2 separate regions of the Mus musculus genome follow, and region 1 is linked to region 2. A link is a contact called in public Micro-C data. All regions are on one chromosome and are shown on one strand. Each heading gives the region's core, a stretch centred on a gene start, on an enhancer-like site or on the middle of the called end of the contact. The rest is flanking DNA. Distances are from core to core; before and after follow the strand shown.

What was found. Hi-C and Micro-C count contacts between places; a contact is called where the count stands out from the background.
Region 1: a Micro-C map of the HL-1 cell line shows a contact between it and region 2, with 1.9 times the contacts expected there. The contact joins the promoter of Tmem231 here to the enhancer-like site in region 2. A contact is called at or near these places in 2 of 39 promoter capture datasets (cranial neural crest and embryonic stem cells), 5 of 484 Hi-C or Micro-C datasets (the HL-1 cell line, ganglionic eminence, group 2 innate lymphoid cells and 2 more), 8 of 115 datasets of contacts at active chromatin or transcription factors (bone marrow-derived dendritic cells, bone marrow-derived macrophages, embryonic forebrain and 4 more) and 1 of 9 other capture datasets (adipose tissue).

The regions. Positions count from the first base shown.
Region 1 is chr8:111,929,846-111,935,759 of GRCm38.p6, reverse strand. It overlaps Tmem231 (transmembrane protein 231), which reads left to right and starts at 1,947. Exons shown (of 7, transcript NM_001033321.2): 1 at 1,947-2,132; 2 at 2,231-2,400. The coding sequence starts at 1,994.
Region 2 is chr8:111,713,362-111,718,657 of GRCm38.p6, reverse strand. It overlaps Bcar1 (breast cancer anti-estrogen resistance 1), which reads left to right. Exons shown (of 7, transcript NM_009954.3): 3 at 2,882-3,043; 4 at 3,259-3,375; 5 at 4,222-5,296. Among named protein-coding and RNA genes, the nearest start is that of Ctrb1, 25 kb to the right of the region's middle. RefSeq lists an enhancer at 276-2,453. Within about 2 kb of position 1,562, at least 201 of the 459 cell types and tissues checked have an H3K27ac peak or open chromatin away from gene starts, as enhancers often do. A contact at or near this core is called in the HL-1 cell line, adipose tissue, embryonic forebrain and 5 more, where this site is marked.

The DNA.
Region 1 (5,914 bases), core at 698-3,197, 220 kb before region 2:
TGCTTCTGCCTCCCCAGTGCTGGGAATAAAGGTATACACCACCACACCCAGCTAAGGCTAAACCATTTTATACTTCTAAATTCGTAACAGTCACCTCCCTGTCTCACCGGTGACTTAGCGACAGTGTATGTTTCCTTCTGTCGACTCTTTGGAGGCAAACATTCTCTTACTCAGAGAACAACCACCACAAAGAATCTACATTACATTCAGCCATTCCAAAACGGTTATTTAAGCACAGTTTTTATTTTTTAATTTAAAAATACATTTATATTTCCTATTATTATTATTATTTATTTTTTGAGACAAGGTTTTTCATTGTAGCCTTGGCTGTCCTGGAAGTCACTCTGTAGACCAGGCTGGCCTAGAACTCAGAGATCTGACTGCCTCTGTCTCCTAAACACTGGGATCAAAGCTGTGTGCCAACACCTTTATTTTAACTACATGTGTTTGGGTGTTTTGCCTGCGTGTGTGTCTATGGACCATGTGTCTGCAGTGCCCACAGAAGCTGTTGGATCCCCTAGGACTGGAGTTACAGTTGGCTCTGAGCCCCTGTGTGGGTGCTGAAAGTCAAACCTTGATCCTCTGGAAAACCGGCCTCTCCAGCTTACTTACATGTTACACTACATTTACTTATTCATTATTTGTGCATAGATGCAGATGAGCACCATGACAGGCATGTAGAGGTCAGAGGACAGCCTTTCCAGAATTAAGATAGATGGTGGGAGCTGGAGAGATGACCCAATTGTTAAGAGCACCGATTGTTCTTGCAGAGGACCTGGAGAAAGGAGAATTGAGGGCCAGCACAGGCTACATAGTAAGACCCTACTTCCAAACAGGTAAAAATCTGTCTTCCATGTTAAGATATTGGTGTTAGTATTTACCTAAGTGATCAGCTAATGCTAACTTTGGGGAAGACAGTATCAGTGTTTATAGCTAACAAAGTACAACAGAAGGAGCCATTTAGTAAAATACCCTTTAACCTTTTTTTTTTTTTTTTTTTTTCCGAGACAGGGTTTCTCTGTGTAGCCCCGGCTGTTCTGAAACTCACTTTGTAGACCAGGCTGGCCTCAAACTCAGAAATCCGCCTGCCTCTGCCTCCTGAGTGCTGGGATTAAAGGCGTGCACCACTACGCCCGGCCTTTTATTTTTTGTTTTTGTTCTAACCTTTAAATAATCAGGGGGTTTGTTTCCTGTTTTCTATCTTTCCTGCTATGGGGCATAGTGAAAGCATTAACCTTGAAGACAAAAGTACCTGGTTCTAGGACGGTGGCCTTGTTATAGGAATGTCCCGACTTCAGTATGAACCTCAATGGAGTTTTTGCATTGAAACAAAGTCTCCAGTATCTCTGGCTGGTCTCAAACTCACAATGTAGCTAAAGATGACCTTGGACTTCTGATCCTTCTGTCTTCACCTGAAGAGTTGTTAGTGTTACAGATGTGGGCCAAGGTGCCTGGTTTAATGAAGTGCTGGAGATGAACTCAGGGCTTCCTGTATAGTAGGCTAGCCCTCTACCAACTAAGCTACATCAACCATCCTTATGTCATGAGTTAATAGATGATCTATGGGGTGATGTCAACATCTATGCACGTCTGATTTTGTACAATTGACACAGACTTTGGTGAGTGAAAATATCATTACAGTTGCTTTCTTTTTTTTTTTTTTAAGATTTATTTATTATATGTAAGTACACCACTGTAGCTGTCTTCAGACATTCCGGAAGAGGGCGTCAGATCTCATTATGGATGGTTGTGAGCCACCATGTGGTTGCTGGGATTTGACTCAGGACCTTTGGAAGAGCAGTCAGCGCTCTTACCGGCTGAGCCATCTCACCAGCCCATACAGTTGCCTTCTTGAAGAGACGCGCAGGCACAGCACTAACACAGGACCCTCCTCCTGCTAGCTCCACCCCCTTCTAGAGGCCTGCATGCCTGCTATTGGTTCCTCTGCCCGCCGTCGGTTGCCGTGGAGACTCGGCGCTGCGGCCCTGCGCTCATGGCGCTGTACCATCTCTTCTCTCACCCAATCGAGCGCGCTTACCGCGCGGGGCTCTGCTCCAAGGCCGCGCTCTTCCTGCTGTTGACCACCGCGCTCACCTACATCCCCCCGCTGCTGGTGGCCTTCCGGAGCCACGGTGAGCCTGCCCGGGCCTGGAGGGCCACACGGCGCGGCCGGCGGGCCCAGGCCGGCAATCCTAACCTGGCTCCCCCCAACCCGCCTTGTCTCCCGCAGGGTTTTGGCTGAAGCGGAGCAGCTACGAGGAGCAGCCGAACGTGCGCTTCCAGCACCAAGTGCTGCTCGTGGCTCTCCTGGGGCCGGAGCCTGAAGCCTTCCTCGCCTGGAGCACGTTCCCCACCTTCAACCGGCTGCAGGGGGCTCACCTGCGCGTCCCGCTCGTGTCGGTGCGTGGTTCCCGCCCGGATCCTGGGGGTGATAGGATGGAGTGAGATCCCAGTTTGGGTCATTTGACCGGGTGTGAGAGCAGAGTCTCGTGTATCCCAGGCTTGCCTTAAACTATATAGCCAAAGTCGTCTTTCAACAACTGATACTCGGCCTTCACCTTCCCAGTGCCGGGGATTCGCTATGCAACGCCCTGCTGGGGTATATGGGGTGCTGGGAATCAAACCCAAGGCTTTGTGCTTGCATGCAAGGACTTAACCACTGAGCCACTCTCAGTCCCACAGCTTGGATCTTAAGGAGCCACGAGGGTTGGAAACAAAAGTCCCTTTGGCCTGCGCATGCTTAACTTTCTAGATAGTTTTATTCAGTTTCTCCAGGTTTCCCTAGAAAGGCAGCCGTGCAGGCACTGTGTTTGCCGGACAACAAGAGTCCAGAGCCTGTTTCTGGTGCTGGTCATTTTCTGAATGGAAAGGTGGCTGAAGAAAAAACCCCTTTGAGGGCTTGTAGGCGGAGTTCTGTACACCCCAGTACGCTGCTGAGTTTGAACATCACCAAGCTGTAAAGACAGAAAGTACCAGTGTTTTTATGCAGACTTGATGCGGGGTAGGGCGGGGCAAGCGGTGATTGGTTGAATTCTCAGGTCCTGCTCTAGCCAAGCCACGCCTGTCTGGGTTAGGCTTCTCAACTCTTTGCCACACTGCAGCTGTCTCCTGTGTAAGGGAAACATTTTACTGGCTGCAGTTTAGTGTTTACTTTCGCATAAATCAAGTGCTTCCTTACGGTCATCCCTTGCCGTTCATATAATGACATGGGCAGAGTGATGACTTTAACTAGGTGTTTGTTAGTAAATATTTTGTTTCTAACCTCCACCTGAGGCAGGATTGCCCCCCCCCTTCCCTGACCTATACAGCAAGCTCAGGGCTATTCAGTCTCAAAAGCGTAGCGCTGGCATGTAAAGTCAAAAGACAACTTGGAGGGGTCAGTTCCCTCCTGTCACTGTCCCGGGAATCCAGCTTGGATTCCCAGGGTTGGCTGCAGGAGTCTTTACCTGCTGAGCTATCTCATTACCCATCCTTGATTTTTTTTTTTTTTAATTTGCTCCAATCGTTTTACTATTAAAATTAGTAAGTGAATAAACAAAGCTTTAACTAAATCCTACAGCTTTTTTATTCTTTTTGAGATGGGTTATTGCTATGTTGCCTGCCCAAGCTGTAAGCCCAGTTCAGCCAGCTACGAAGCTGGGACTACAGACGTGAGGCCCAGACTTAAGTCATGCACGTCTGAATGCCAGTGGAAGCGTTTTGTTGAAATTTCATGCACTTAGAGAAAACAAAGCAAGCAAGTAAAGTAATTGTTAACTGCAAGGAAATAAGCCACGAGAAGACGCTAGGAAGGATGCGCAGTCAAGGTTGCGAACCGGACTTGCGTAGTAGTCTTAGTTACGACATGAAAGGCTGACTAAGCAAAATGCGCACCTAGGGAAACTGAAGGGATGAGAGAGGGGGAGGTGCGATGGGGCCTGGTGGGAGTGGGAGGGGAGCGCAGGCTCCAGCTTCCCCCGTGGAATGTCAGTAGAGGATTCTCATGAAAGAGGTGGAGACTCGGCAAATCTTATTTAAACATCTGGAAAGCGTTTCTTTCTATTTGTTAGAACAGGGTTTCTCTGTGTAGCGCTGGCTGTCAAATAACTTGCTCTGTTGACCAGGTTGGCCTCGAACTCAGAGATTTGTCAACCTCTCCCTCCCCTCTGCTACTACCGCCAGCCACCCAGCCTGGGGAGGGCTTCTAACACACTCTCATTAGGTAACTAATGCAAAAGTTTTTGCTTTGGAAGTTTTGTTTTGTTTTAACATCATTGCACTCTTTTATTCTTCAGATGGTCAAGACTCTTCCCCCAGGCCACCAACACATACCCTTTTAGTTTCTTGAGACTGCATGTCATGTCATCCAGGATGGCTTGGTTTTGTAGCCTAGGATGACCTTAAAGACTTTGTGTTTCGGTCTTCCAGCCTGTGCCTGCTCAGCGCTGAGACTGCAGTTGTGAGCCACCACGCCTGCTTTTACTATTTATGTACTTACCTTGCTGCTTTGCTTATTTTATTCTCTGTGTGTGGGTACTTTGCCTACATGCACATATATGTATACTATGTGATGCCTGGTGCCTCGGATCCCCTGGAACTGGAGTTATAGACAGTTGTAAACTGCCCTATGGGCCCTGGGAATTAAACCAGGATCCTCTAGAGGAACCGCCAGTGCTCTGAACTGCTAAGCCAGCTCTCCAGCTCCATTTATTAATTTATTTATCCCTAAGACAGGGCTTTGTAATGAAGTCCAGCTATGGGCCAGGTTGCCCATATGGATCTGGTGATCCTTCTCTTACTAACTACGAAGATTACAAGCAAGGCCGGCCACACCTGGCCCCATTTTTATTCTCAAGCCTCTAATGCAATAGAGCCTTCCTAGTGCTTCCATCCTTTAACACAGTTCCTTATGCTGTCGTGACCACAACTAAAAAATTATTTCATTGCTACTTCATAACTGTAATTTTGCTACTTTTATGAATTGTAATGTAACTGATATGCAGCCTCTGTGAAAGGGTCCTTCAGCTCCCCACCTCCCCAAAGAACTTGAGATCCATAGGTTGAGAAACTCCGCTCTAAGGCCTCTAGAGAAGAGTGATTGGGTGAGGGGCCAGGGTAGAGGTGGACCTGCCCTTCCCTGTGTACTCACTCACTGAGCTTCTTAAGATCCACACTTCATGTGTTTTCTTTCCAAAGGTGAAAACAAACAAAACCTATCGCTTCTCGGCCTTTTGGCTAAGATCAAATGTAAAAAACAAACAAACAAAAACCTTAAACAAAATTAGCTCTAGTTTTGCTGGGTGGTGGTGGCGCACTCCTTTAATCCCAGCACTTGGGAGGTAGAGGCAGGCAGATTTCTGAGTTCAAGGCCAGCCTGGTCTACAAAGTGAGTTCCAGGACAGCCAGGGCTACACAGAGAAACCCTGTCTCGAAAAAAAACAAAACAAAACAAACAAACAAACAAAAATTAGTTCTAGTTTTACTTTAAGACAGTTTTTTATTTGTTTGTTTGTTTTTAGTTGGCTGATTGGTTGCTATTTATCTTTGAGACAGGGTCTCTCTACATAGTCCAGACCAAACTCCAACTCACTATGCAAGCCTCGGCTGGCTTCAAACTGGCTGTCCTCTTGCCACCACCTCCCAAGCATTGGGTTGGCTGGCAAGTGCCACCACACCTGGCAAACATAGTGTGTTTATGTGTGGGATTTTGGTGGAAGGTGTTCTCCTTATTTTTTCCTCTTTACATTCCCATTGTTCTCATATACACTTCTGGACATTTGAGTCTAAGAAGTAACGGAAAGTTGAGGTATTCGCCAAAGCAAGAATAAACATTAGGCTGCCCTTTTGTCCCTCTTAACTTACTCATTCGCTACCACTGCGGGGTAGCTTAGCAGGCTGCAGTCAGCTGCTTATCTCTGGAACCAGAAGCCACTCC
Region 2 (5,296 bases), core at 313-2,812:
TCTTTTCTTTTCTTTTCTTTTTTTTTTTTTCTTCTTCTTTTTCTTTTTCTTTTTTTTCTCTCTTTGTAAATTGTACAGCTTGATTTTATTACAAAGAGCATAGCGGCACACACCTAATGTACACGTTTGTGCCTACATCTTCAGGTCTTACTTTCAAAAACCTCTGGCCCTCTGGTATCTGTGAAACTATGACCCCTTGTTCCAGGCGCTGAGGGGACAGTGCCATAGCGTGTATTACCTGTGGGAGTAAATGATAAGGGTGGACCTGGGAGAGCTCGTTCCTGGAAGAATGGCCATCTGCAGTGTAGGTGGAGGAAGCAAGGTCCAGAATCCCCAGGAGCCTCTGCCAAAGGCTGAGGGACAGAGCCTAAACACGCAGGGAAGGCATCTGTCTGTCTGCAAGGCCACTTTTGAAGGAACGTTCCTGGGTCAGGAACTACGCTTGCCAGGGGAGAGAAACGCAAGTAACTAAGGTGTGTCTGTCTGGGCAGCAGCACCTCCTGGCCAGCAGAGGGTGGTGATGCTCAGCCAGGTAGGCACTTGTCAGGCCCCTTGATGTCCCTTTGGCACTCCATTCCCAGAGGAGGGACAGAGAGTGAGCAACCAAGCCAGCAGCTGGCGTGCTCGGGAGATGTTGTCCGTTTTGCAGTGGGAAAGATAAGCAGCCAAACTGTCTGGAGGGGTGGGGCCCCAACCCAGAATGAACAGCCAAGAGAGACTCCTCTTGTCTTTGTTCCCCCTACTTGACTCCTGCTGCTTGGATTCCTGCCTTGATCCCTGTAGAGTCAGGGCTACTCGGGAAGTTTCATCCCCATTTAGAACCAGCAAGCTGGGATATGCTTCTGGGTTCAGTCTTCCTCTTCCTTCAAACTTGTGGGGAGGTATAGGCTAGAAAGAAAAACAGCTCTCTCCAGCCCAGCCTAACGTGCGTTCTGTCTGTCTGTCTGTGTGTGTGTCTGTCTGTGTCCTCCCTCCAGGACCTGCTAATGGGGCATCAGGTGCAGAGAGCAGTGGAGTAGTGATTAGCTGGGCTCAGGAGCTCTCTGATGAATCCATTTCCATAATGAGCTGCTCTTCTTCCCTGCTTTCTCTGTTGAGCAGTAGCGAAGCCTTTGCTAACAGAAAATTCCTAACGGAAAAATGTTAGCTAGCCAACATAGCTGCTTACTGTCACCTGACTCGGGTGTAGGAATAGGAGCTCCCTTTGACGTTAGACTAACCACTGGGGGCTGAGGTGAGAGCCTCTGGCCTGGGCTTGCAGCTCTGACTACACAAGGCCCAGATGGCTGCTGGCAAGGCAGGGGTGCTCCTGGCTTGCCTCTGAGAGGTGCACTGTCTGCCCCTTTGGGGTTTGAATTCCCACCTAGGAAGCTTTGGGCCTAGAGAAGCCTCAGGCCTTGCCACAGGCTTCTCTAACCTGCCACGTCCCTCCAGCTCCAGTCTGCTCTGCCATGGGCAGGTTCCAACATCTAAAAATAACCCTGGAGGGGACTCAAGGCTGGGGCCTGAGCAGGGAGATGAGTCTGGAGAGGCAGCTGCAACTCCGCCCCCAGGCCCTGTTATTGGTGGCTAGGGACACCACACAGAGGAGACCCTGAAGCTGCTACAGTGGCGCATATACCAGCCTGCCAGGCTGTCTGCCAGGAGAGCCCAGAAAGAAGCCCAGCTGGCCTGAATGTCAACTGCCTAGCTCAAATGTGCTGCCTGGGAGGTTGTCAGGCCTGGGTCTGCTGAGTGCCCCTGTGCCGTGTGGGGGCTGGGAACGGGGAGATGGCACTCGTGTGCCTGCCGAAGCTTCAGTTGGCTCCTAGGATGTCAAGCCTGAAGGAGGCAGGGTGTGTGTGGAGGCCCTGAGTCAGCCCTGTCCCAGACATCCCCTTTGATTAGAAAACAAAAGGCCTTTCTGTGGAGAAGGCTGAGCAGGGAGCCCCGTGGGGGAGGTTACCCTGAGCCTGCCTGGAGAATCTTGTGGGGGGGAGGCTGCCTGGCCCATTTCCATCCCTACCAGGCTGAATGCTGCTGTCAGGGGACAGCATGGTCTGGGGTTAGTGTATGAGCATCCCAGAGTATACCTCCTGACCCTGCTTCTTCTCCATACAGAGCCCTAGCTTTGCCATGGATCCAAGGGTCAAGGCCCTGGGGAGGAAGCGGCTGGCTCTCTCTGACCAGTGATTCCCACTGAGGGCTTACCCTTTCAGGTGGGCAAGGCAGCCATGGGTGTGGGTACAGAGAGCATAGGGTTGTGGTTCCACTTAGAATCCCTTTGCCATGTAGCTGACCTTATATTCTAGCCCCGTGTGTCTTTTAGTCCCACCAAGTATGCTGTGAGCAAGGGAAGGCTGCTTGCTACAACTGCAGGCAGCATTCTTTGCCTCCAGAGTCTAGAGGTGATGGTGATTAGGTCATTCTCGTGCTGAGCAGAACTTTCTGGGGCAGGGCAGCTAACAGGTCATATGTACCAACAGGCATGACACAGGAGCCCTGACATGGGGTCCTGCTGTGCTCAGGACTCCAGTGCAGGCTGCCCCTTGCTTGCTGGCATTGCCTCTGGAGCCAGGTCTTTGTACCCTTCCTGTTCCATTTTGTCGACTGTGTGTAACCATACTTGCACCCTATTCTGTGGAATCTACTGGGTTGTCCAACCATAGAGACTTCCTGTTTCGTGGCCCAGAACCAGGGAGCTCTGAACAACACCTAGGGGTGTCATTATAATTTCACAAACCCTGCATTTCACTGCAGAAAAGGAGCTCCCAGGGAATGAGAAGCAGGGCCTCGACGCCCACCCTTGCAGAGCCGCCTGACCCACCTCTCCAGGGATCTCCTGAGGGCCTGTGGGTGGATCCTAGGGCCAGAGGGACAACGGCCGGCTGTTTGTTCCCAGGTGGTGGTTCCTACGCGAGTGGGACAGGGCTATGTGTATGAGGCCGCTCAGACGGAGCAGGATGAGTACGACACCCCACGCCACCTGCTGGCCCCAGGTCCCCAGGACATCTATGATGTGCCCCCTGTTCGAGGACTGCTTCCTAACCAGTATGGCCAGGAGGTAAGCATTGGGGATCAGAGGCATGGGAGAGGGTGGGGACTGGGCCTTGGCCTTGCTCTGGGAGCTGCATTTTCTCAGCCTAGCCAAGGCCTGCGTAGCACAGCAGCCACAGCCTAGGCCCCTAAGGTGGGTTTCTAGGTTTCTGGGACCCACTGTATCCACTAGACCAGGTGCCCCTGATAGTGTGTCACTGTGCCTTCTTTTGTGCCCTCCAGGTATATGACACGCCCCCTATGGCAGTCAAAGGCCCCAATGGCCGAGACCCATTGTTGGATGTGTATGACGTGCCCCCTAGTGTGGAGAAAGGCCTGCTCTCGTCCAGCCATCATTCGGTAAGGATCACTGATGCTGAGGGCAAGGCTGAGCGTGTGCACGGGGCTTGGGCTGCTGTCTGCAGACCCTGGCTCTGCCCTTACTTGCTCTAGGGACAGATGAATGCCCAGGCTGTAGAGATGGTTCCGTGGTCAAAGCACTGTTTGCTCTTCTTGAAGACCCAGGGTCAGTTCCCAGCATCCATACAGTGTCTGGCTATTCTCTGTAACTGCAGTCGCTGGTGATCCAGTGCTTCTTTTTGACCTCTTGTCACCAGGCATGTGTGTGGTGCATAGACATACACATACAATACATAAATTAAGTTTAAGAAGAAAGTTGCCCTTCTGCGCCTCAAACAATGGCCCATTGCCAGGCCTTATCGTTTTATATGCTCTGAGAGGAATGAGCAAAGAAACCACAAAATCTGTCTTCCAAACTAGGACACTTGGGATGTGAAAGGGACCAGTAGTCATGTAGAGTTGTCTTAAGAGCCGAGTGGGCTATAACACCACGCCCAGCTAAGTGCTAAGAACAGGAAGTCCGTCAGTTCCTGCGAGGCCAGGTGATGTGGTGAGAATGGCAGAGGCAGTGTTGGCAGTATGGTAGCAAGTCTCCCCTATGTGTCTGCAGGTAAGAGGTGGACACTACACCTAACACAAACAGCCCTCATACTGTGGGGGAGTTTCCCATCTTTTAGATGAACAGCCAGGCACAGAGAATGAATTAGTCATCTAGCCCAGAGCTAGGCTCTTGACATAGTCGTTGTAGCTACGACTCATGCTCGATGTGTGCACCAGCTGCGTCTCGCATTCGGTTCCATCGCTGGACAGATGGACAAAGGCCTTAACCAGTACTTGGTCCCCTAGGTGTATGATGTTCCTCCTTCTGTGAGCAAGGATGTGCCCGATGGCCCACTGCTGCGTGAGGAAACCTATGATGTACCTCCTGCCTTCGCCAAGCCCAAGCCCTTTGATCCCACCCGACACCCACTGATCCTTGCTGCGCCTCCTCCCGACTCCCCAGCAGCTGAGGATGTATATGATGTGCCCCCCCCTGCTCCCGACCTCTATGATGTGCCCCCTGGTTTGCGGCGGCCTGGCCCTGGAACACTGTATGACGTGCCTCGCGAGCGCGTGCTCCCTCCTGAGGTGGCTGATGGGAGTGTAGTTGACGATGGTGTGTATGCTGTGCCCCCACCAGCCGAGCGAGAGGCCCCAACGGATGGCAAGCGCCTGTCGGCCTCTAGCACGGGCAGCACGCGCAGCAGCCAATCGGCATCTTCCTTGGAGGTGGTGGTGCCAGGCCGGGAGCCCCTGGAACTGGAGGTTGCTGTGGAGTCCCTGGCTCGGCTGCAGCAAGGCGTGAGCACCACCGTAGCCCACCTTCTGGACCTGGTGGGCAGTGCCAGTGGGCCTGGGGGCTGGCGTGGTACCTCTGAGCCTCAGGAGCCTCCCGCACAGGACCTGAAAGCCGCAGTGGCGGCAGTTCACGGGGCAGTCCATGAGCTCCTGGAGTTCGCCCGCGGAGCTGTGAGCAATGCCACCCACACTTCTGACCGCACCTTGCATGCCAAGCTTAGCCGGCAACTACAGAAGATGGAGGATGTGTACCAGACACTGGTGGTCCACGGTCAGGTCCTTGACAGTGGCCGAGGAAGTCCAGGATTCACTCCGGAAGACCTGGACCGCCTGGTGGCCTGCTCTCGGGCTGTGCCCGAGGATGCCAAGCAGCTAGCTTCCTTTTTGCATGGCAATGCCTCGCTGCTTTTCAGACGGACCAAAGCCCCTGGCCCAGGGCCTGAGGGAAGCAGCTCCCTGCACCCAAACCCCACTGATAAAGCCAGTAGCATCCAGTCACGCCCTCTCCCCTCACCTCCAAAGTTCACCTCCCAGGACTCTCCAGACGGCCAGTATGAGAACAGTGAAGGGGGTTGGATGGAGG